Linked DNA regions of Mus musculus: all the other regions are linked to region 1. Evidence: chromatin contacts called from public HiCAR-type and promoter capture Hi-C data. All regions are on one chromosome and are shown on one strand. The core of a region is the stretch at or near the end of the contact, and the rest is flanking DNA. Distances in the headings are between cores, read along the strand shown.

Region 1 (2,791 bases), core at 103-2,602:
AAGCATTTCCTGAGGAGGAAAGCTGAGCAAAAGAATCCCTTCGTAAACCATTAAATTTCTTATTTTCTAACGGAGACTCGGGTACTCTTTTACAGACACATTCTGCTAAGCTAGTACTTTCTTCTCTTCAAGACTTAATTCCTTTTCTGATGAAGAAAGATTATTGAGGATATATATATATATATAGAGAGAGAGAGAGAGAGAATGAATTACCTCTTCCTTCAGTTGGAAATTTTCTACGATAGAACCGATGCATCTTTCATTGAGATGCCAAGAAAGATAAAAAATTAATAAGAAAATAAACAATTGATTCTCTCTGCTCACCTAAACGTTGGAAAAAGTGACCATTAATTCTTCAAAACACCCGAAAATTAAACAATCCCTCCTCGATTCTTTCATCAGCTAAACACTACAGGCAAACTCACCGTTTTGGAGGAAAAAGGGCGCTTTTTAAAAGGCCCTGCTGACTCCAGGCCTTGAGACTTACTGAGAAGCAGCAAAACAGGGGAGGAAAAAAAAAACTTTTTCCATTTGGTACAGTGGGCAGGCGGGGGCTGGGGGGTCCTTTACATTTGGCGGGAGCTGAGAAGGAGCCCCTAGAAATGCTGAGGGGGTCGGTGGTGGGAGGTGCCCCGAGGGCGCGGTGCACGAGGGAAGGCGGGAGATAAGCGCGGAGCTCAATCTCCCGCGCTCTCCAGCCAGGGCTCTGAGGGCAAAAAGTTACGGAGACTGAGTATGGATGTGAGATAGATGAGTTGTGAAATGGGGGGCGTAGAGGCTAGAGATGGGGCCATCTGGCCAGCTTGGAGTCCCACAGTCCTGTCACAGCTCGAGCATGAGTTGAGGAGGGGAGAGGAGGGGGCATTTGGCGCCCAGGCAGGGGGTGGGGTGGAATGCGGCGCGCAGAAGCCACTACCTTGCACGTCCCCAGTGCAGGGTCTCGGGGTGGGATGGAATAGTAGGACCCCGTACAAGGCCGACCACATCTGTCCCACTCTGCACCAGCCACCCTTGCTCCGCGCCTTCCTCCCAGTCCCGGGCCCAAATAGGTCGCCTGAGGCCCGGAACACCGTGATCTGCAAGCACCCAGTTTCTGAGGCTGCCGCCACAGAGAAAGGATTCCCACGATGCCCGCCTCACACTCACCGTCCACGGTAGTCCGCGCGCCAAGACGGCAGGGACAGGAGGACGGCCGGCGCAGGTCACTGCAGGTGCGCCGGCTCATGCCGCAAAACTCGGGCTCCAATGCTGGGGAGGTGGCGGCGACGACAGGAAAAAGGTGGCCGGCCAGACGAGGCGCCGAGCCGCAGCTCTTAAAAGGCGCCAGCTGGTACTTTTAAAATCTTTGAATTTGGTGCCCAAATCAGAACAGACCAATGGGGCGCGGCGTTTGCACAAGCGTGCCAATAGGCAGGCGGCATGAGAGGACGCCCTCGCTCGCCCAATAGGAGGGCGCGGGGGCGGAGCCAGCCCTGGAGCCTGGGCTCCTCCCACACGCCCAGATCCTCGCCTCCCCAAAGTTGCTGATGGAGCTGGCAAGCACGCCCATGTAGGCGTGGCCTGTGAAGGCGGCTGGTCCTCTGCGCAAACCCGCCATGCTGCCCTCTCCCCGCACCCCCCCTCCGTTATCCCGCGAACCGGCTTCTCCAGAGTCCTCATGTCCTGGGGACAGCTCCGACTTCTGCCTGAAAGTCTGTGATGGACACAGGCGGGCCCCCAGTCTTCCTCCATCGTCTGTTACGAGCGAGTTTGCAGAGCTGCAAACCCGCCACTCTGAGTGCACACCTTCCGGAAAACAAGCCCTTCCCCTGGCTCCGGACCCGCCTCTCTAGGATTTAGGCGCGCTCTACTCTCCCTCCTAAATTGGCTCCACCCCCTGCCTGGAGCTCCTGCGCTTGCGTATTGCGCGGCCGCCACTACGGAGTTGGCGGGTTGGCGCTTGCGCGCGAGGAGCCTGGCGGTTCCCTCCGGGCGGGGCGGACTAGCTGGGGGGGACATGTGACCGGAGAACCGCCCTTGCCCTGGGGATGGCGCGCAGCAGGACCCCGGCGTCCCTTTGCTTGGCGCCTTCCGAAGGCTGAGGGCGCGGCCTAACTTAGATCTGGCCATTGCATTCTTTTTTTCTTTTTTTTGGGTTGGGGGCGGGGGGGCCGGTTCGAGACAGGGTTTCTCTGTATAGCCCTGCTTTGGCCATTGCATTCTTTTGGGTTTTCAACCACCACGAATTCTTAAAAGTGTTAATTTGTATTTTATTTTATGTGTTCTTAACCTTCGTTGGCTAGGCTCGACAGCCGACCTGTTCCCCTAAATAAGTCAGACTCCCGTCTCTTTGGGGTGGAGCGCCCTGGCTGCGTGGATATTTTTATATCAAAGGCGAGAGTGAAAGTATTATTAAGTCTGATGGTGAGCTATAGTGCACCACTAATGATGCTGGGCATGCACGTCTTGAATTTATTTCTAAGTGGTGACAATACACTTAACTTCTTTTCAGACTACAGAGCAGTAAAGCTACAGGATATGCCATTTCCCTCTTGCTTTTCTGCAAGAGCATATGACTTTCTGTTAGTGTTCCATGCAGCTCCTGTGTAAAGCGGGACCAAGATTGGACTGAGTCATACAAACGTTGGGTGGATCCAGTTTTTATCAAATTCTTTTTGTTTATCCCTAGTTTTCTGGCATTTTCACGTTTGGAGTGTTGCAAAAAAAATAGTGATGTAGGTGGTGTTGCTTACCAAAATCTTGACCGCTATTTCTGTTTTGTACCTGAGAACTTTGCCTCTAAGTAAAAAGG
Region 2 (2,791 bases), core at 185-2,684, 1.9 Mb after region 1:
CAGAAGCCCATGGCTGTAATGGGGACTCTTAAGAGCAGAGAAACTATGAGTCTGAGGTCAACCTGGGGTATGTGATAAGTTCCAGGCTAGGAGAGGTTATAGAGTGAGACTTTGTCTTGAAACAGCAACAAACAGGTATGTGGGAGTAGGTGGATGGGTGGAGGAACATCCTCATAGAAGCAGGGGGAGGGAGGATGGGATAGGGGGTTTCCTGGGGGCCAGGGTGGGAAAGGGGATAACATTTGAATTGTAAGTAAAGAAAATATCTGGATGGCTCAGCGGTTAAGAGCACCGACTGCTCTTCCAGAGACCTTGAGTTCAATTCCCAGCAACCACATGGTGGCTCACAACCACCTGTAATGGGATCTGATGCTCTCTTCTGGTGTGTCAGAAGACAGTTACAGTGTACTCATATACATATAATAAATAATTCTTAAAAGAAAAGAAAATATCCAAGGAAAAAACAACAACAAAACATCACTGAGGTATAATTTACATAAACTCAAATTACAACTTTCATTTCATGTGTAAAACTGTACACCTGGGAAGACATCTCCACTACAGAACATCATTCCCAACTCCTAACTAACTCCCACCCGGATACTTCTGATTAGTTACTACAGATTCATCCTGTAGGTTCTAGGATTTCCTATATATTTAAGTATACCATATACATTCATTTTGCACCTTTGAGAAGCTTTTAAATTATAATCCGGTTTTATAAATTAACAGGCCTTTGCATTTGTATAGATTATAAATCCATCTCTTGGAGTAATTGATCTATATCTCTCTAAGTGGTCTTTTTTATTCTTGCTGATGTGCTGATTATAGTTTTCTGTGCTCTGTGACACTAACGTTCACATCTACTAGAGCAGAAAATATATTTTCTATTTTTGGTGAAAAATTTAGAAGACTTTAAACCCTGTAAAACATTATTTCATATATGCAGTGGCTTGCCTGCATGCATGTATGTGTACCAGTTTGTGCCCTGTGTTTTGTGATATAGGAAGAGGGTGATGGATCACCTGGAATTGGAAATAAAATCTCACCCCTTAGCATGTCTTGAGAGTATTCGCGTTACCCTGACACATGGGTCCCAGGCTTCATAATCCTAAGTACCGGGCTCTAAAGCAAGATTTGTCATAAACGAATTGCTTGAGCACTGACACTCACCTGTAAGAGAGCCCCTGACCTCCTAACCTCAGAGCAGCTTAGTGTAAATCTCCTGCTAAGGCAGAGTGAAGAAGCCCTGGGAAGAGATAATGGTCCACAGAGTAAGTACTGAAGTAGGCGGGGTATTGCCAAGTCCTTCGCCCCGCCTACTTTCCTTCCCCACGCCTACTCCCATTTCCTAGCCGCGGCGCACAGTGCGCAGAAGCACCCCGAGCTCGGCCACGCCCCTCCGCAGGTTCCGCCTGCGCGCGCACGCCCGTAGAGCACGCACTTCCGGGGCGTGTCCCCGCCGGTGCGGGAACTATCCTTTTAAGAGGGGCTTTCCCGGTTTCATTTCAACTTGGTCCCGACCCGGAGCTGCGGCGGGTAGCCTGGGCTGCGCTAGGTGAGTGCTCGGGCCTCCAGGCTCCCTGTTCCGCCCCCGCGACACCCGACCAGGGAACGCGTTCGAAGCTTTCACGCCCCCATCCCGAAACTTCCGCCTTGTAAAATCCCCAGAGCCTGGAGGTTGGGGTTCAGCTTCTTTTCGTACAGTTTGTTAGGTTGGAGTTGTACTGCTTTCTGGTGGCTTACTTCTTTCTGTTGTTTCTCCTTTGTGTTGGCCTTTGTTTTTAGTTTTAGATTTATTGCTATTGTTGAGTATGGTGTAGATGTGGGCGCGTGAGTGGAGGTCAGAGGACAACTCTCTGGGGTCGCTTCCCTCCATCCGCCTTTACGAGGGTCCCAGAGTTGAACTCGGGTAGCCCGGCATGCTGGGCAAATGCCTCTACCTGCTGAGCCCCCTCACCGGCGTTTGTTGTTTTGTTTTTGTTGCTTTTAAAGGTGATAATATTGACGTTCTTTCTCTCTCTCCCTGGCTGTTCTGGATCTCGCTCTGTAGACCCGACTAGCCTTCCTTTACCTCCTGGCGCTGGGATTAAAGGTGTGTGCAACCACGCCACTCTTGGGGTTAGTTTCTTAATCTGAGAGCCTAGTGTTCTCATGAAAGCTTTTGGCTTTTTTGATTTGGCGCTGTGGAGAAAATTTATCCCAGGAAGCATTTGTTTCATTCAGTATGTGGGTTCAGTGGCATACAAACGAAAACTTGTCTTTCTTTCTTTCCTTTCCTTTCTTCTTTCTCTTTTTTCTCTTCTCTTTTCTTCTCCCTCTCTTCTCCCTCTCTTCTCCCTCTCCTCTCCCTCTCCTCTCTCCCTCCCCCTCCCCTCCCCCTCCTCTCCTCTTTCTTTTCTTTCCTTTCCTCTCTTTCTCTTTCTCTTTCTTCTCTTTCTCTTTCTCTCTCTCTCTCTCTCTCTCTCTCTCTCTCTCTCTCTCTCTCTCTCTTTCTCTTTCTCTTTCTCTTTCTCTTTCTCTTTCTCTTTCTCTTCTTCTCTCTCCTCTCCCTCTCCTCTTTCTTCAGTGTCTCTTGTAGCCAGAGCTGGTCCTTAACTCCGGATCCTTTTGCCTCTGCCTTGTACTGCGTGTAGGCTAGGCTTGTAACTGTTGCCAGCCCTTATTTGTTTATTTATTTATAGACAGTGTCCTTTGTAGCCTAAACTGGCCTGAACTTCTGAAACTCTTGCTTCTGCCTGGTACTGGGATTACAGGCGGCTACACTTCCCCCAGTTCAAGCTTTTATTTA
Region 3 (2,791 bases), core at 185-2,684, 1.9 Mb after region 1:
TGGTAATGCTGGTGCTCTCCCAGACTTAGCTCCAGGTTGGAGGCCTGAGTTTAGGCCCTGGCCTGGCCTGGCCTCCGCTCCTCTGCTTCTTTCCCAAGGGTCTTTTCACTGCACCCTGGCTTGTGCGGTGACTTAGCCCTCTCAAGAAGCAGCTCCAGCTCTCTGTGCTTAAAATATTTTTAATGGTTCAAATTAGCAGACATAGTCCATTGAATTACACGTCTTAAAATTGTACCTACCTACCAAAGCACAAGGTAGGGACCTTGATTTGTAGGACGATCCCAACAGCATAGTGGGGCTGAAGCCACATTAGGGATTTTTACTATGACGACAGAGCTAAAGCAGTGGCAGCGACTACATTAAAATATTCCCTTGTCATCTAAATTTGACCATCTGAGGTTTTCATAGTTGAACTTTTGGATACAGTACCTCAGAAAAAAGCAGAACTGGGCTTCATGGAGCAGGCTTGTTATCTCAGCTACCTTTAAGACTGAGGCTGAAGGATCACAAGTTCAAAGCCAGTCCGGATAACAGTGAGGCCCAGTCTCAATGAAAACTATAAAATGTTCTGAGGATATAGCTCAGTGGTAGAGCACTGGCATAGCATGGTTCAATTCCTGGTTACACTGGGATGTCAACGTTTTTACTTTTTTGGTCTAACACAAAATAGAGTATCTGAAAAAAAAAATAATTGCATGTATTACCTACCAGCAAAACTGGGGACTGTGTTCATATTTACAGGTGATAGACAGCCCAGTGTTGGTTGGCACCATTTAGATTCTCAGCACTAGGAAAGGTGGAGTGGGGTAGGAGAATGGGAGTTTTGGCACACACGCTGCGGCCTAGAGATCCTCTACGTGGACCTAATCCCCCGCAAAAGAGAACAATGCATTAAAAGACCAAAGTCAGTGATGCATCCCGAACAGCAGATTCAATTTCAAGAGAAACAGAACTTCTGACAGCGGCCCCGTTACTCGTTATGGCTACAATGACCTCTCCTGCAGATCCGCTGGACCGAACTCTGCAAATCCACAGGTCCAGTTTCAAGAACACTCCATCTGGCTAGTTCCAAAACCACATTCGCTCCCAGCTCTGGAAGACTCGAGTTTTATTCAAGCTCTAGACATCTTGCCTCGTGACGTCCGCGGTCTCGGAGCGCCGTTCACCGCCCTTTCCTGGTGCGACCCACGCTCGCCGCGACGCGCCCGCGTCTCCGTGCGGAGCCAGAACGTGGTGGTACAGACTCCACTCTCTGGGCCACACTCACCCCGGCTCGGGGAAGCGGGCGAGCGAGTCTCGGTCGGGAGGCCACAAACGGAGCGCTAGCTCCGGGGCCCAGCGGGGCGGCCTGAAGCCCCCAGTCCTCGGCCCCCGCGCAAGCGACGCCGGGAAATGCCCACATCCGGGAAACCCGCGGCGGACGGCGGCGGCGGCGACACGGAGTGGAAGGCAAAATGGCGGCGGCAGCGATGGCCTGGTGCTGAGGGGAGAGCCAGGTCCTCGCGACCCCGCGTCGGGCCGCGCTGGCCGGCCGCAGCCCCCCGGCGTGTGTCCCCGCCCTGCCCCATCCCGAACCCGGAGCGACGCTAGGGGCCCTGGGGGACGGGCTCCGGGCCGCCGCGGCGCCGGCCCTCGGGCCCGCAGCGGCTGTCCAGAAGCCTCACCGTCCCCTGCAGGTAGGTCCGGAGCCGGCGCCGCGGGTGGGGCTCGCGCTCCTCGGGAGTCCCTGTCGGCGGGGCGGTGGCCGGCCGGGCCCACGCCCATCCCCGCTGGCGGGGGTCCAGGGGCCGCGGTGGCCAGGCGGGCTGAGCCGGCCGGGTCTGGGCCTGACTGGGGCTGATTGCGCTGACCGGAGCCGAGCCCTGCCCTGGGGAAGCGGAGGTTGGCCGCACCCGGCGCCGCAGGGAGAGCCCGGGGGCACTGAGGCCTCCGAGGTGCGAGCTGGCCTGGGAAGAGCGGGCGGGGGCTCGGGACGACAGCCACCCCTCCCCGCTTTAGAGGGGAGAGGAGCGAAAGGTGGTTTTTTTCACGCAAGGTTGCACCAAACCGGCCTCACTTCTTTGGCCTCGCAGCGGGCCTCCCGTCGGGGTCCACCTTTGAAGCAGTCCTGGGAACCTCTCCAGCTCGCTGCAATTTGTTAGCTCACCGCTTAGTGGCAGGGGGTGGGAGAGACGTGTCACTTGTTCGGGTGCTTTTTAAGTACTGGAAAACGAAGGAAAGACAGTAAGGGAAGATTGTTTATTGTACCTGGGGAAAAAAGTCGAAGCGAAGGAAAGAATAACTCTCCGATGACTTATCCCAATTCTCCCACTAATGCAGTTGGAAAATCACTTTTCTAAGGGAACGAGGTTAAAATATTTGTCTCCATTTGTAAATATGACTTTTTAAAATATGTGTATTCACTAGAAGTTACAAGTCAGATGAGCAGTAAGTACAGTCTCACACAATATGGTATCACTCAAGGTTTGGAAATTAGCCCAAATGCCTGGCATGAAGGTTGTCAGAAGTTTATGGATTATTTATTGAAGGTTATTATACTTTTCTTAAGACAGGGTCTCACAATGTATTCCTTAGCCTGGGACTCAATATGTAGACCATGCTGACCTGGAACTCAAAAAGATCTGCCCGCCTCTGGGGTTGGGCTGTGAGCCACCATGCCCCGCTAATGTTAAGGTTTTTAGTCCTTTAAAATCAAATTTTCTCCATGAGGTATGACTCTCTTCTAAGATATCTTTAGTTTTTATTACCTTAACTAAAGTTTTCTCTTACCTAGTGAGTAGTCAGGTAGGTA
Region 4 (2,791 bases), core at 147-2,646, 1.8 Mb before region 1:
CCTGCCTTGCTTTCCCAGGCTAGAGGTAAGAGCCTTATTATCTATCCCTGCAGGCAGAGTGAGCTTCACATTTCCCACAGCTCTTGTTCCTCTAGACGCACCACAGTCCTGGGAGATGTCGCACAGTATTGAGTTTATTCCACAGATGAGAAATGTTGTGTTTAGGGATCCCCAATCTAAAAGGGACATCTATCAAACCTGCCCTAATAAATGAATGGACATGGCCAGAAGATAGATTCCAATATCCCTTCCATGGGCTCATCTCTAAGGGCTTAAATTCCTCCATGTATAAGCTTCAACTCTTAAAATATGCCTCCATCTCCCAGTAACCAAGAGGGTGACCAGGTTTTTAATATATGGACCTTTGGGACACATATCCAACCTACAGCAGTGAGGAAGGCAGAGGATATCCTGTAAACACTGTCTGACTCAACCTCATCGTAGGCACTTTTCATAGGGAGTAAGTTTCTGTGGCTCCAAGTTCCAACTAGATGTGTGTATTTTTTTTTTTCTTAAACTTTTTACCCTCTTTGGAACCTGCTTGTCCATGCATTTCAAAAACATGGCCCCCGTGTGTCAGTGAGGTGGCTCAACAGGTATAGTCACTTGCTGCCAAACCTATGAAGTTGAGTTCTATCCCTAGAACAATCCTTCTGCCCAGCACCTCAGCACGCCGCTGCTGACCCCAAGATAGAATCAGAGAACTGGTTTCTTCAGGTTGTCCTATCCTTTACTTGCTGCAAGCTCAAGGACACAAGTAAAACTTAAAAAGAGGAAGAGGAGGAGGGCACGTGGAATTGGGCAAGCTCACAGCTCTGCCAGCAAACCAAATGACTTCTCTTGATCGCAGGTTCTCCTGGTTAGAAATCAGACGAATGGCGTTCCATTTCTTACATCTGTTGGGGTTAATAAATATATCTTTCCAGCACACAAGACAGCGTGAGCACTCAAAAAACGGTCTCTGCCTTGCACAAATTCTACCCTACCTCATTTGTGGTCTACAAAGTTACTATGTTATTCCCACTAGCCTTGGAAATTATAAACTTGGAAGACTCAGTCCTAAAACCATTGACGTTAATCTGCTTAAGGCTACAAAACCAGCATTTGCATTGCAAACTCTAAGAACGACATTTAGCCCTAGGCCACCTCCCACGTAATAAACACTTCCTTCTGAAGGTCTAAACTGGACTTAGGACCACTACCTCCTGAGGAAAGTGAGCTGCATTATGAAGACCAAGGGTGGCATCAGGTTTTGAGGCAGAAGGGCTGGCCATACAATCTCAGGGCAAGGGCTCAGCACCACGCTGATGCCCCACCTCCTATGCCTTGACTTTCTGGCAACTCCAACCAAAAGCTTCACGTCCGCTGGCCCCCGCCCTGTTAACGTCACGGCCACTTGGTACAGTGCCCCCTAGGGGCCTCAGTTCCTCCCACGAGGAAGAGTCTAGTCTTTCCTGCTGCTGGCCCTTTACTGTGCCGCTTGGCTCTCTGGTGCCTCCCACGCCAGCCCGGGGAAGAACTTGCAGCCGCATCTCGGCGCCTGGGGATAACCAGTCACCCCGCACTCTGCAGCAGCATGAGCGTCCGCCTCCCTCTCCTGCTTCGCCAGCTCGGCCGCCAGCAGCTGCCCTCGGGCCCGGCGTGTCGCCTCCGTGAGCTGTGTCGCTCAGGCAGCAGAAGCAGCAGCAGCGGAGGTGGTGACCCCGAGGGGTTACGCGGGCGGCGGCTGCAGGATGGCCAAACCTTCAGCAGCCATGGCCCAGGCAATCCGGAAGCCCCCGGGATGGACTCCATCGTCAGGTGAGTGTCCTGTTTGTCTACAGGCAGGTCCCTAGCCAGGGACCCAAGGACCCAATGGCACTCTCGGCCGCTGGGAGACCCGAGGGACCGTTCGTAGGGCGGGAAACAGAGAATGCTTGGTTCCGACTTGCTAGAGACGCCTTGCGATTGGCAGAGAGGGCGTGGGGGCGAAGGGGAACGTCCGGAGTATGGGACCCGGTAGATGAGGGCATCCCCCCCAGCCGGCGCGCGCCTCACGGACCGCACGCCCCGCTCCACGTGCACCGCCCGCCTCCGGCTCTGATGCAACCGCGCCGGGCGTGGCGCCGACAGGAAAAGGGCGGTGCGGCCCTGGGCGGGAGAGAAGCAAGGAGGATGGCCCTACAATCCCGCCACTGCTGATGTCCCACTACTGAAGGAGGGGCGGGCTAAACCCCTTGCGGAAGCCCTCTAGGTCTAGGCGTACGGTCCGCTCCGGAGCATCGCTGCTCAGAGAGCACACAGGTTCCGGTGCAGCAGTATCTGGAAAGTTCATTCTATATCCGGTGGTGATCTGAGCAGAGTCATCTGGTCAGACCCTATAGTGAGTTTGCTAGGCCACTGCTGTGCAGAGGCACCTACCTGCAAAGGGCGGGAAAGCCCTTTTCTGCTTTGATTCCCAACTGGGGCTATGGAAACAAATGAGCAAAAATAATCTGCCCCCAGGGGCTGTCACACATATATCCCGCAACAAGTAGTCATTATTTTTACAATAAACTAAACTAAGCTCTACAAACTTGGTGTAATGAGCATGACAGTAAATACTTAAGGTTCAGTGAACTAAAAAGCAGAATTTAAAATGTTACATGGGTACGTTTGTAATAAGGAAAAACGTTCTCACAGTTTTTTGATAAAATCCAACATTTTATGGACACTGACATTTCAATTTCATGTGGTTTTCACGTGCTATGAAGTATCCTTATTTCTGTTTTTCTACCAGTTGTTTAAAAATGGAAGCTCAGGCTAGGGAGAC
Region 5 (2,791 bases), core at 217-2,716, 1.8 Mb after region 1:
TAGAAGGTGTGGCCTTGTTGGAGTAGGTACAGCCATTTTGGAGGAAGTGTGTCACTGTGGGGTGGGCAATGAGACCCTCCTCCTAACCACATTGGAGCTAGTCATCTTCTAGTAGCTGTCAGACGAAGATGCAGAACTCTGAGCTCCTTCTTCAGTGCCATACCTGTCTGGATGCTGCCATGCTCCTGCCTTGATGATAATAGACTGAACCTCTGAACCTGTAAGCCAGCCCCAATTAAATGTTGTCCTTGTAAGAGTTGCCTTGGCCATGGTGTCTGCTCACAGCAGTAAAACCTAACTAAGACACCATGTACGAGGAAATAGTGTTTTTCAGGCAGAACAGGGCATTGAGGAGGCTGTGACAGCATGCACAAGATCTGCTCAGGGCGAAGCCAGAGAAGATCTTAGCACAGAGGCTAGGTAGTGGATAATAGAGTCCCACCATTGGCCAAGAAGCTGTTCACAATAGCTTGGGGGTGGGGTAGTGTTTTTTCAATCTGGTGACACTGGGTATATAAGCCCTACTCCAGAGGAGGCCCCATGTTCAAGAGGAGCTAGTCAACACAATTCAGATTCCACATTTCTGGGTTTAATGTTGTTTTTGGGTTTTAAAAGTGAAACAAGAAGGGAGGGAGGTGAGTGCGGATCTGGGTGGAGTAGGGGAAGGTATTAGAATATGGTAAAGATGTATGGAATTCTCAAAGAATAAATAAAAGCATTTAAAAACAAAAGGTGACTTCAAAATTAGTAATAATGAGCTTCTCCACGTGTCTAAGCACTTCGTGGGCACTGACTTACTTAACATTCATTTTAGAAATGAATACGATGATATCTTGATCTTGAAGCCGCACACTTCAGAGTATTGTGTTCTATCAGTCAAACTAAATCAGGTGTCATCCATCCCAACACCCAGTAAACTGATGGGAGATCATCAATCGGCCCAACCCTCCTTCCCATACTGCCCGGCCTTTGCCTCCTCACAAGTTCAGCTTTCTGTTGCTAAACTTCTGGTGTTTAAGTTCTCTAAACGAAACTGAAAGGCGAATTAGAACCTGAATGTAAATGTTTTGTTTCCTTTATTACCTACCATAGTCCAAATCTCTTTAATAATAAATAATGCAACGAAGTTGGATTCCAAAAGACTGCCAAAGTTGTCTGTGGTCCCCTGGCTGTACCCGTCGCTCTCCGTAGTAGCCCCGAACTTTAGACTGATGGATTTTCTGACTCTTCCCCTCCCTCCAACCCCGAGTGCCCTGCCCTGTGAGCTATGGCCTTGCGCGAGTCTGCTTGCTGAATGAGGCCTGATGGGCCCAAACACCCACGCTGCTTAGGGTGTGATCAAGCCGCGGAGCAGCCAGGCAACTCCGGGGAGTCCCCTCCTCCTCCCCACCGGGCGCCGGAGACCGACAGACCTGCGGAAGTCCCGCCCCGGAGCCGCCCCAGCACGCCAGGCTCCGCCCCGTCGCAGCCGCTGTCCGCACGCCGGTGCTGATCCACGTAGAGGCCGCTCGTCGTCCCGGTGCGCTTCCGCGGCCGGAGCGAAGATAGAAGCACCGAAAGCTCGCAGCCTGGTAGCAGGGCCAGGGCGGCGCCGAGTCCGGCCGAGTCCGGCCCGCGATGCCTCTCGAAGCCGGCACACTCGCCGCCTCCGTGAAGCAGCCAGGCCCCGGGGCCGCCGAGCTCTGAGGCCGCGCTCGTGCCATGGCCACAAGGGGAGGAGGACCGGGCCCCGGCTTCCGGCACCGCGCGCTCCGCGGGCTGCTGCTGCTCTGCCTCTGGCTGCCCGGCAGCCGGCCCGGGGAGCCCGCCGCTCCGTCGTCCGGAGTGGATAGGCTGCTTCAGGACTTTCGCCGGCAGCTACAGCGGGCACGGCCTCGCGAGGAGCTAGAGCCGGAGCTACTGGGCGGCCCGCGGGAGGATTGCCCGGGTGCGGGCGGTACGGCGGTCTACCGGGCGGTGCCCGATACCATCATCCGCACCCAGGATTCCATCGCGGCGGGAGCCAGCTTCCTGCGCGCACCCGGGAGCGTGCGGGGTTGGCGGCAGTGCGTGACGGCCTGCTGCTCCGAGCCGAGCTGCTCGGTGGCAGTGGTGCAGCTGCCCCGGGGGCCCAGCGTGCCCGCACCTATGCCCGCACCCCGCTGCTACCTGTTCAACTGCACGGCGCGCGGCCGCAGCGTCTGCAAGTTCGCGCCACTCCGCGGGTACCGCACTTACACCCTCAGTCGCGCCGAGGACGCCGCTGGGATCCCTCCCCGGCCAGGTAAGCGACGCCAGGAGGGTCCCGCCTGCTATCGAGCGAGCAAACTTCTCTGCTTCCAGAGGATTAAAGCTGTGGGTAACCGGGAAAGTGGTTCACATTTTTCTCTGACTTTGGGCTGGTGCTAAGAAAGTGCAATAGAGGGGCAGAAGCAGACAGGGTCCGTTGGGCTGCCTTTGGAAGATAAGGGGGCAGATCGGAGAGCACTGACGGATCGATTTAAGACGATAGCCCGGAACCTTCTTTGTCCCAGTAAAGATTATTTTAGTTTTATTTTGTCTCATAGGTTTTATAAAGCGTGTTTTACCGCAGGAAATAGCAAGGACAAGATTTGATTAGATGCAGAATTGCTCCTAAATACCCACTCCTGCTTCCTGGTTTGGCTCTCTGCCAACACATAGCTCCTTCAGATATAAAAATATGAAGGAAAACTTGTCACTCCATCTCCATTCTTTTCTTCCATCCCTTGCCCAAAAATTTCCCCACATTCGTGACCTTGTTGGTTTTGTGTTCCACTCAATTTAAGGAGGC
Region 6 (2,791 bases), core at 157-2,656, 1.5 Mb before region 1:
TGTGAGAAATTCTTTCTCAACAAACAAGACAAATTGAGATAGGTGACACACTTACAAATAACTAAAAGCAACTTGAAAGTCTGTTTCTAAATGAATGAACCCCAAAGAAACTGGCCTTCCGAAATAAGTGGAGAAACCAAATTTTATCCTGAAAAACCGAGTTGTTCCCAATAAACACTTAAATGACCATGAATAAGGACCAAGTGTTATTAGCTAAATTAATGTTTTCATTGATACTCAAGTAACCTGTATCAAATCTAGGGACAAGATATTTATCTGGCATCTAGATTCAATGCTCTTACTGATTTTAAATCACTAATTCCTTCACTCATCCACAGAGCCTCGCTTTGTGGCTCTCAGACTTGGCTGAAACTCACTCACTACCTACCCCATGCAGGCCTCAGGCTCAAGCTAACCCTCCAACTTCAGCCACTGAAGCATCAGGATTTCAGACACGAATCATGGCACCGGGCTCACCTGACATCATTTCATCTTTTCCCCCTAGCATTTTAATGCTTAGTGACGGGTAATCTAACAAAATTTCAATTTAAGACTTATTGGCTGCCATGTTAATACAATGAGTATTTAATCAAGTGGAGGAAGAAAACAGACAGGCCCTTTCTTTGCTAGTACGAGAGAAATCTTCGTGTTTTGATAATGCCGATGGCGACTAAGCAGACCTAAGCCAATGTGGTGTTTAAGCGTCGGGAGAGAGACGAATGGCCTGGATGTGTAACCTTCAGCATCAGACGCTCAAAGGACAGGCACATTTCCAGTAACAGCTTCATTTCCCCGCGCGTTCCCCGGGGAAAGAGGGCGGCGAGTTCTGTTGATGGCATCAGCTGACATCACTGGCTGGGATCATGGGGACGCTGGGCCCACCTCAGCGGTGGCCTGACTGCATCAACCTCTGGGTTTCCCAGCTCCTGCCACGTGAGCCGCCCTAATATGGCCAGGCTCAGGAGCAGCCCAGGAGGGCTTCCTTTCTCCGGCTGAAGGAGAGAAAGCTAGAAACAAATGCTTAAAGTCAAACCCAACCTGAAGAAAAGCAAATGGGGATTTGGGTTCCCGCCTGGTCAAATGTAAATCCTTAGTCTGCAGAAGATCCAACCTTGGGTTATCAATCATTACATTAAAAAAACAAAGCTTTTGCCCCCGCCCCCTTCTTTGCTGCTCCTGAACCTTCTGCAGCCCTGGGACAGACCCCAAACCCCTCGTCCCCCTTTAATGACCCGAGAAGCCCTGGGGGCGGGGTGGGCTGCTGGGGGCCTGGTGTCGGAGCCTCTGGTCCTAGCAGCCTAGGGGGAGATGCTGCAAGGCGTGTCTGGGCTGTGCTCATGTGATGAAGGGAGGGAAAAACAAGGAGGGGGGAGGAGGCTACGAGGTGGCTTTTTTTTTTTTTTTTTCTTTTAAGGAGTTTGCCACGAGCGCGTCCCCTTCATTCTCAGTCCGGGTGTGTTCTCAGCAGGATCGTGGAGAGCGGGTGCTCCTCACCCCTTAGTCCCTGTGGTCCTGGGCGCACATCTCCTCGCCCCTCTGCTTCTCCGCGGTCCCAGGAAGACGGCTAGCCGGCGAGAGTAGGAAAGCCACTGAGCCATGGGTGCAGGCAGTTCCACCGAGCAGCGGAGCCCCGAGCAGCCGGCGGAGAGCGACACGCCGAGCGAGCTGGAGCTCAGTGGCCATGGGCCCGCAGCGGAAGCGTCGGGAGCAGCTGGAGATCCCGCTGACGCGGACCCCGCCACCAAGGTAAGCTGCAGCCACCTGCCCGGGTGGGGCGGGATGGAGATGGGGCGTCCCGGCGGTTTCCGCCTGCCACAACTTCCCGCCGGTACAGCCCATCTGCAAACTCGAGCGCAGCCCTGTGCAGTCTCTGGGGTCTTTTGCACCGGGGCGGGGCTGGCATCTTTGTGGAGGGTCTCTAAGGGCGGCGACCTAGCCAGCCCTTCTGCAACCATCATATCTGCCCTGACCGCCGTTCTCTAGTCTTTCTTCTCTCTTCCGGTGGGCTGGCAGCCTGGGGGATGGCCGGTGGGGCATCCGTAAGAATTGACCACGGCCAGGCTTCTTAAGCCACTTTACACACCCCTAGATCCCAGGTCCCAGAGTGGGGAAGTCGGGACCTGCTTTGAAGCAGGGCAAACCTAGGTTCTAGGTTCCCCGCCCAGTGTTGGCCTTGATACCAGCTTCCACCCGGGCCACCAGGTCTGGTACCCAGAGTCCTGCGGCAGCGCCTGGGACACCGCCTAGCTAATGCAGAGAGCCATGCATGTAGCTCTCTTCCAGACAGAGAGAACCGGAGCAGAAGCACGAATGGAGGGATAGGCAAAGCTCCTGGAGTCCTGTCTCCCTTTCTCACAGTTTACTGCCTGTGGACTCAGTTGGATAAACAAACATTGGAGTTAGAAGTTCTGCACGGATGTAGGAAAAGGCTTAAGTAAGCGTTCCTTGCACTCTTTCTGTCGAGTCCACTGTAAAGCTCTAGATATACTGCATTTTATAGGGATGCTTAGTTTGAGACTGGAATATTTGACCCTGCCCTGCCCATCACAGCCTTTACCTTTGTGTCTTGCTCTCATTATTGTATTTTACTTCTGTTCCTTTTGTTTTGTTATTGTTTAGGGTTGTTAATTAATTAATTTGCTTACTTGTTTTAAGACTGGGTCTCACTCTGTAGCCCAGGGCTGGTTTGGAACTCACTAGCTAGCCCAACTAGTGGCAGTCCTCCTGCCTCAGCCTCTCAAATGATTTCATAGCCACGCCCGGATGGCAACATTGCCTGTTGGCTGTTTTC
Region 7 (2,791 bases), core at 131-2,630, 1.4 Mb after region 1:
AAGAGAGCTGAGTAACTCTAGCAACTATCCCTAGCAATCACGGGAGAGACAAGATAAAGTAACAGGGACCCTTCCACTCCTGCTACACCGTCCAGCACCCACTGAGTTTCCTCTTCCCGAGTACTGTACAGAACCAGACTGTAGTCCAGACACTCGGCTCCCTCTCAGTGCTTAACTGGCCTCAAAACGCTGCGCCCTTGGGGGTCCTGGCGCCTCCAGAGCTGAGTCCCTGCCTCTGCGGGAGTCCTGGCGCTAGGGTCCTCGCAGGCGCGAAAGCCCGTTCGCCCTCTCCAACCCAAACAAACAGGCTGGGCTGGCCGCAGGAGCCTTCGTCTACCTGCCCAACTGCCAGGTCACGCCCGCGAACTGCTCTGGGCCCGCAGCCTTTACTAGATCCAGGGCCAGGGGCAGTCACCCACACAAAGACGCCTTGTGCCTCTGCGCTTGGCTACAGGCAGCAAGTCCACCGTACCCGAACTGGCAGAGAGAGTGCCCTGGCGCCAAATCCCAAGCCCCACATTCCCAGCCAATCTTCCACGGAAAGGCCATCCCATAGCTCCCTGACTTAAATATAGGTGTCCAGTCGGCTGCAGTCAACGCGCACCCCCACCGAAAGAAACCGATCGGAGCAGGCGCACCAGAAAGAGACGCACAAGCCGCTCAGTAGAAGTTTGCTTTGTCGCCGGCAGGAGGGGCAGAGCACTCCAGTGCCCAACTCTTGGCCCGCCCCATCTCCCCGGCTGTAGGGCGCGGGGGTCCTCCACGGCTCGCTCACCTCTAGTCCAGTCCACCACTTGTTTGGGGCTCCACTTGGTCACGGGCTCCATGGTAAGCAGCTTCGCTGTCCGCTGGGCTAGGCAATCGACAGGAGTCCTGCAGCCTGCGCCCGTGGTTGTCCCCTGCGTGTGCCGGGAGTCCGCTCAAGCCTGCATGGCCGCAGTCAGCGGGCCATCGCGCTGCGGTTTCTGCGAGGGAAGCGCGGCCCTGGGTCTCTGCGCACGGGACAGCTATGTCCCGTACGGCTGCTCCCCGCAGCTACCGCTGTCCAGATGCAGTTCCCCCGACGCCGCTCTCTGCTACAGCTGCTTCTCCGCAACCACCGCAGCAGCGGGAGCAGGTTGCAACCTCAAACCCCAGGCCGGGGCTGCCCTGGCGTGGGACTCTTCTGGCCGGGAACTTCTAGGTCGGCTGGCCCTCCGCGGCTCCTGCGAGCGGTGTCCGTCCCCGAGGTCCCCACTCCGCGTGCGCCCCCGCCTCGAGCCTTCCCGCCAGTGGGTCCCACCTCCTGCGCCACCGTCGCGGGCCGCCCGGGCGGAGGAAAAAAGCGGAGCGTGCGCGCTCGGGTTGCAAAGTTTCTGCTCCGCTCGGCGCTGCCGGAATAAGAGAGGGGGCGGGGCGGAGCGGGAGCAACACGTGAGAGGGGCGGGGCCGCGATGACGTAGACTCCGGTTTCTTTCCCTCCTACGTCCCAGCTCCGGACGCCAGGGATCTACTTTTCCTCTTCAAGGGGTGGGCTGGAGCTGCAGCCTGAGTCCTGGAGAGCCGCTTGGCTCCGAAGAGGTCCCAGCTTAGTGGCAGCTGAATCCTGTAAACAGGTTTTTTTGTCTTTGTGTGTTGGTTTGAGATGTGTCTGTTCTCGTTTTTAAAAGCTTCGAGTCGCAATCTCGCCTTAGCTATTCAGCCTTTTAAGTTTCCTAAAGTAGGCCAGTTGTGTGTGTTTTGGACAAATGGATGGCGGTGTGCCACTGCTCCAAGGCCGCTACAGTGTATCAACTCTTCGGTTTAATAACACCAGAATGGCAGCTCTTTGAGTTGTGTTTTGACATAATGTAATAGTCATATTTTCAAAATGACCTAACGCTCGATTCAGATTAGTCATTAACCCTGAGGCGAAAGTTGTCAGCGAGCCAAAAAAGAAAAGAAAAAAAGAGAGAACCTTGCCTAGTTCAGCCTCTGACAGGGAGAGGAAAGCCCTTTCTGTACTACAAGCCTCAATTTGGAAGCAGAGCGCGGGTCTGGGGAAAACCCTATAACCGGTGTTTACCTCCCTCCCACACACATGCAGACACTCTTTTGGCCCTAGTGAAGTCTTCTTTCAATTATAGTTATTGATTTCCATCTTCCCCTGAGCAACTATTAACCCTATCCAAGGAGGAAGCTGCTTGTTATTGGGGTATATTGAGCTGGATCTGATCTTCCCCTTCCAACTACTTATCTTCTGAAGTAAGGGAGTGGCTAGTGTTTATTGATTCAGTAAATACCCGCAGTTGCTTTCCCTGCACCAACCACTGCGTTCATATTTCCTCTGTTAGGATAGCTGCTCTCTATTACACGTGAGAATCACTGCTAGCACCCAGCTATCTGTTGTATAGTGAGTGTTTTGGGTGTACAGCGTACACACTGTCTTAGCCTTCCTGAGCAATTCGTCTATGCAATGGAGAGGTACAACTATCAAAAATAGCGATTTTTTTTTTTTAACCAAGAGTAATTACCCAACCCAGAAACTTGACACCGGCCATGAGAAAATTCCTGGTAGAGTAGCTGCCCTCTTTTTAAGAAATGATCTTTGACATCTGTCTTTCCTTAACCATCTTGACCTCTGCACAGTGGGAACTGTGCCTACAGTTTCGAAAATAGCTATATGATTAGATGACCAAGCAAGTAATTCATCTATAAACAGTGCTGCCTTCCAAAGGGGACACAGTAGTAACGAAGTTGAAAGACGATGAATCTGGCTGCATAACCCCTGGAATCACAAAGAGGAGCAAATGCTATCAAATGCTTTCGCTGT

What was found. Promoter capture Hi-C pulls out the DNA fragments that hold promoters and counts their contacts. HiCAR-type assays count read pairs that join an accessible place to other places.
Region 2: a promoter capture Hi-C map of pre-B cells shows a contact between it and region 1. The contact joins the promoter of Katna1 here to the promoter of Fbxo5 in region 1. A contact is called at or near these places in 11 of 39 promoter capture datasets (the 3T3-L1 cell line, the C10 cell line, cranial neural crest and 6 more), 1 of 484 Hi-C or Micro-C datasets (pre-B cells), 5 of 115 datasets of contacts at active chromatin or transcription factors (astrocytes, embryonic stem cells, large pre-B cells and 1 more) and 2 of 9 other capture datasets (adipose tissue and liver).
Region 3: a promoter capture Hi-C map of embryonic stem cells shows a contact between it and region 1, with 7 times the contacts expected there. The contact joins the promoter of Lats1 here to the promoter of Fbxo5 in region 1. A contact is called at or near these places in 16 of 39 promoter capture datasets (the 3T3-L1 cell line, the C10 cell line, the HPC-7 cell line and 10 more), 7 of 484 Hi-C or Micro-C datasets (CD4 T cells, LSK cells, cerebral cortex and 3 more), 11 of 115 datasets of contacts at active chromatin or transcription factors (Th17 cells, astrocytes, cardiomyocytes and 7 more) and 3 of 9 other capture datasets (adipose tissue, embryonic stem cells and liver).
Region 4: a promoter capture Hi-C map of pre-B cells shows a contact between it and region 1, with 9 times the contacts expected there. The contact joins the promoter of Mthfd1l here to the promoter of Fbxo5 in region 1. A contact is called at or near these places in 13 of 39 promoter capture datasets (the 3T3-L1 cell line, 3T3-L1-derived adipocytes, the C10 cell line and 9 more), 10 of 484 Hi-C or Micro-C datasets (CD4 T cells, CD8 T cells, the HPC-7 cell line and 6 more), 2 of 115 datasets of contacts at active chromatin or transcription factors (astrocytes and large pre-B cells) and 1 of 9 other capture datasets (liver).
Region 5: a HiCAR-type map of astrocytes shows a contact between it and region 1, with 8 times the contacts expected there. The contact joins the promoter of Lrp11 here to the promoter of Fbxo5 in region 1. A contact is called at or near these places in 6 of 39 promoter capture datasets (embryonic stem cells, hippocampal neurons, liver and 2 more), 1 of 484 Hi-C or Micro-C datasets (B cells), 8 of 115 datasets of contacts at active chromatin or transcription factors (astrocytes, embryonic forebrain, embryonic stem cells and 4 more) and 3 of 9 other capture datasets (adipose tissue, embryonic stem cells and liver).
Region 6: a promoter capture Hi-C map of embryonic stem cells shows a contact between it and region 1, with 2.5 times the contacts expected there. The contact joins the promoter of Akap12 here to the promoter of Fbxo5 in region 1. A contact is called at or near these places in 3 of 39 promoter capture datasets (embryonic stem cells, frontonasal cranial neural crest and pre-B cells) and 4 of 115 datasets of contacts at active chromatin or transcription factors (embryonic stem cells and large pre-B cells).
Region 7: a contact with region 1 is called in a promoter capture Hi-C map of pre-B cells, with 5 times the contacts expected there. The contact joins the promoter of Cnksr3 here to the promoter of Fbxo5 in region 1. A contact is called at or near these places in 8 of 39 promoter capture datasets (the 3T3-L1 cell line, cranial neural crest, embryonic stem cells and 5 more), 6 of 484 Hi-C or Micro-C datasets (CD4 T cells, the MNK3 cell line, cardiomyocytes and 2 more), 8 of 115 datasets of contacts at active chromatin or transcription factors (astrocytes, embryonic midbrain, embryonic stem cells and 3 more) and 1 of 9 other capture datasets (adipose tissue).

Annotation. Positions count from the first base shown.
Region 1 is chr10:5,804,113-5,806,903 of GRCm38.p6, forward strand. It overlaps Fbxo5 (F-box protein 5), which reads right to left and starts at 1,353. Exons shown (of 5, transcript NM_025995.2): 1 at 1,147-1,353. The coding sequence starts at 1,225.
Region 2 is chr10:7,724,566-7,727,356 of GRCm38.p6, forward strand. Katna1 (katanin p60 (ATPase-containing) subunit A1) reads left to right here and starts at 1,435. Exons shown (of 11, transcript NM_011835.2): 1 at 1,435-1,558.
Region 3 is chr10:7,679,775-7,682,565 of GRCm38.p6, forward strand. It overlaps Lats1 (large tumor suppressor), which reads left to right and starts at 1,435. Exons shown (of 8, transcript NM_010690.1): 1 at 1,435-1,676. It also overlaps a transcript of Pcmt1 not described here.
Region 4 is chr10:3,971,679-3,974,469 of GRCm38.p6, forward strand. It overlaps Mthfd1l (methylenetetrahydrofolate dehydrogenase (NADP+ dependent) 1-like), which reads left to right and starts at 1,397. Exons shown (of 28, transcript NM_172308.4): 1 at 1,397-1,800. The coding sequence starts at 1,577.
Region 5 is chr10:7,588,351-7,591,141 of GRCm38.p6, forward strand. Lrp11 (low density lipoprotein receptor-related protein 11) reads left to right here and starts at 1,467. Exons shown (of 7, transcript NM_172784.4): 1 at 1,467-2,263. The coding sequence starts at 1,702.
Region 6 is chr10:4,264,923-4,267,713 of GRCm38.p6, forward strand. It overlaps Akap12 (A kinase (PRKA) anchor protein (gravin) 12), which reads left to right and starts at 1,407. Exons shown (of 4, transcript NM_031185.3): 1 at 1,407-1,746. The coding sequence starts at 1,597.
Region 7 is chr10:7,210,857-7,213,647 of GRCm38.p6, forward strand. It overlaps Cnksr3 (Cnksr family member 3), which reads right to left and starts at 1,381. Exons shown (of 13, transcript NM_172546.2): 1 at 776-1,381. The coding sequence starts at 827.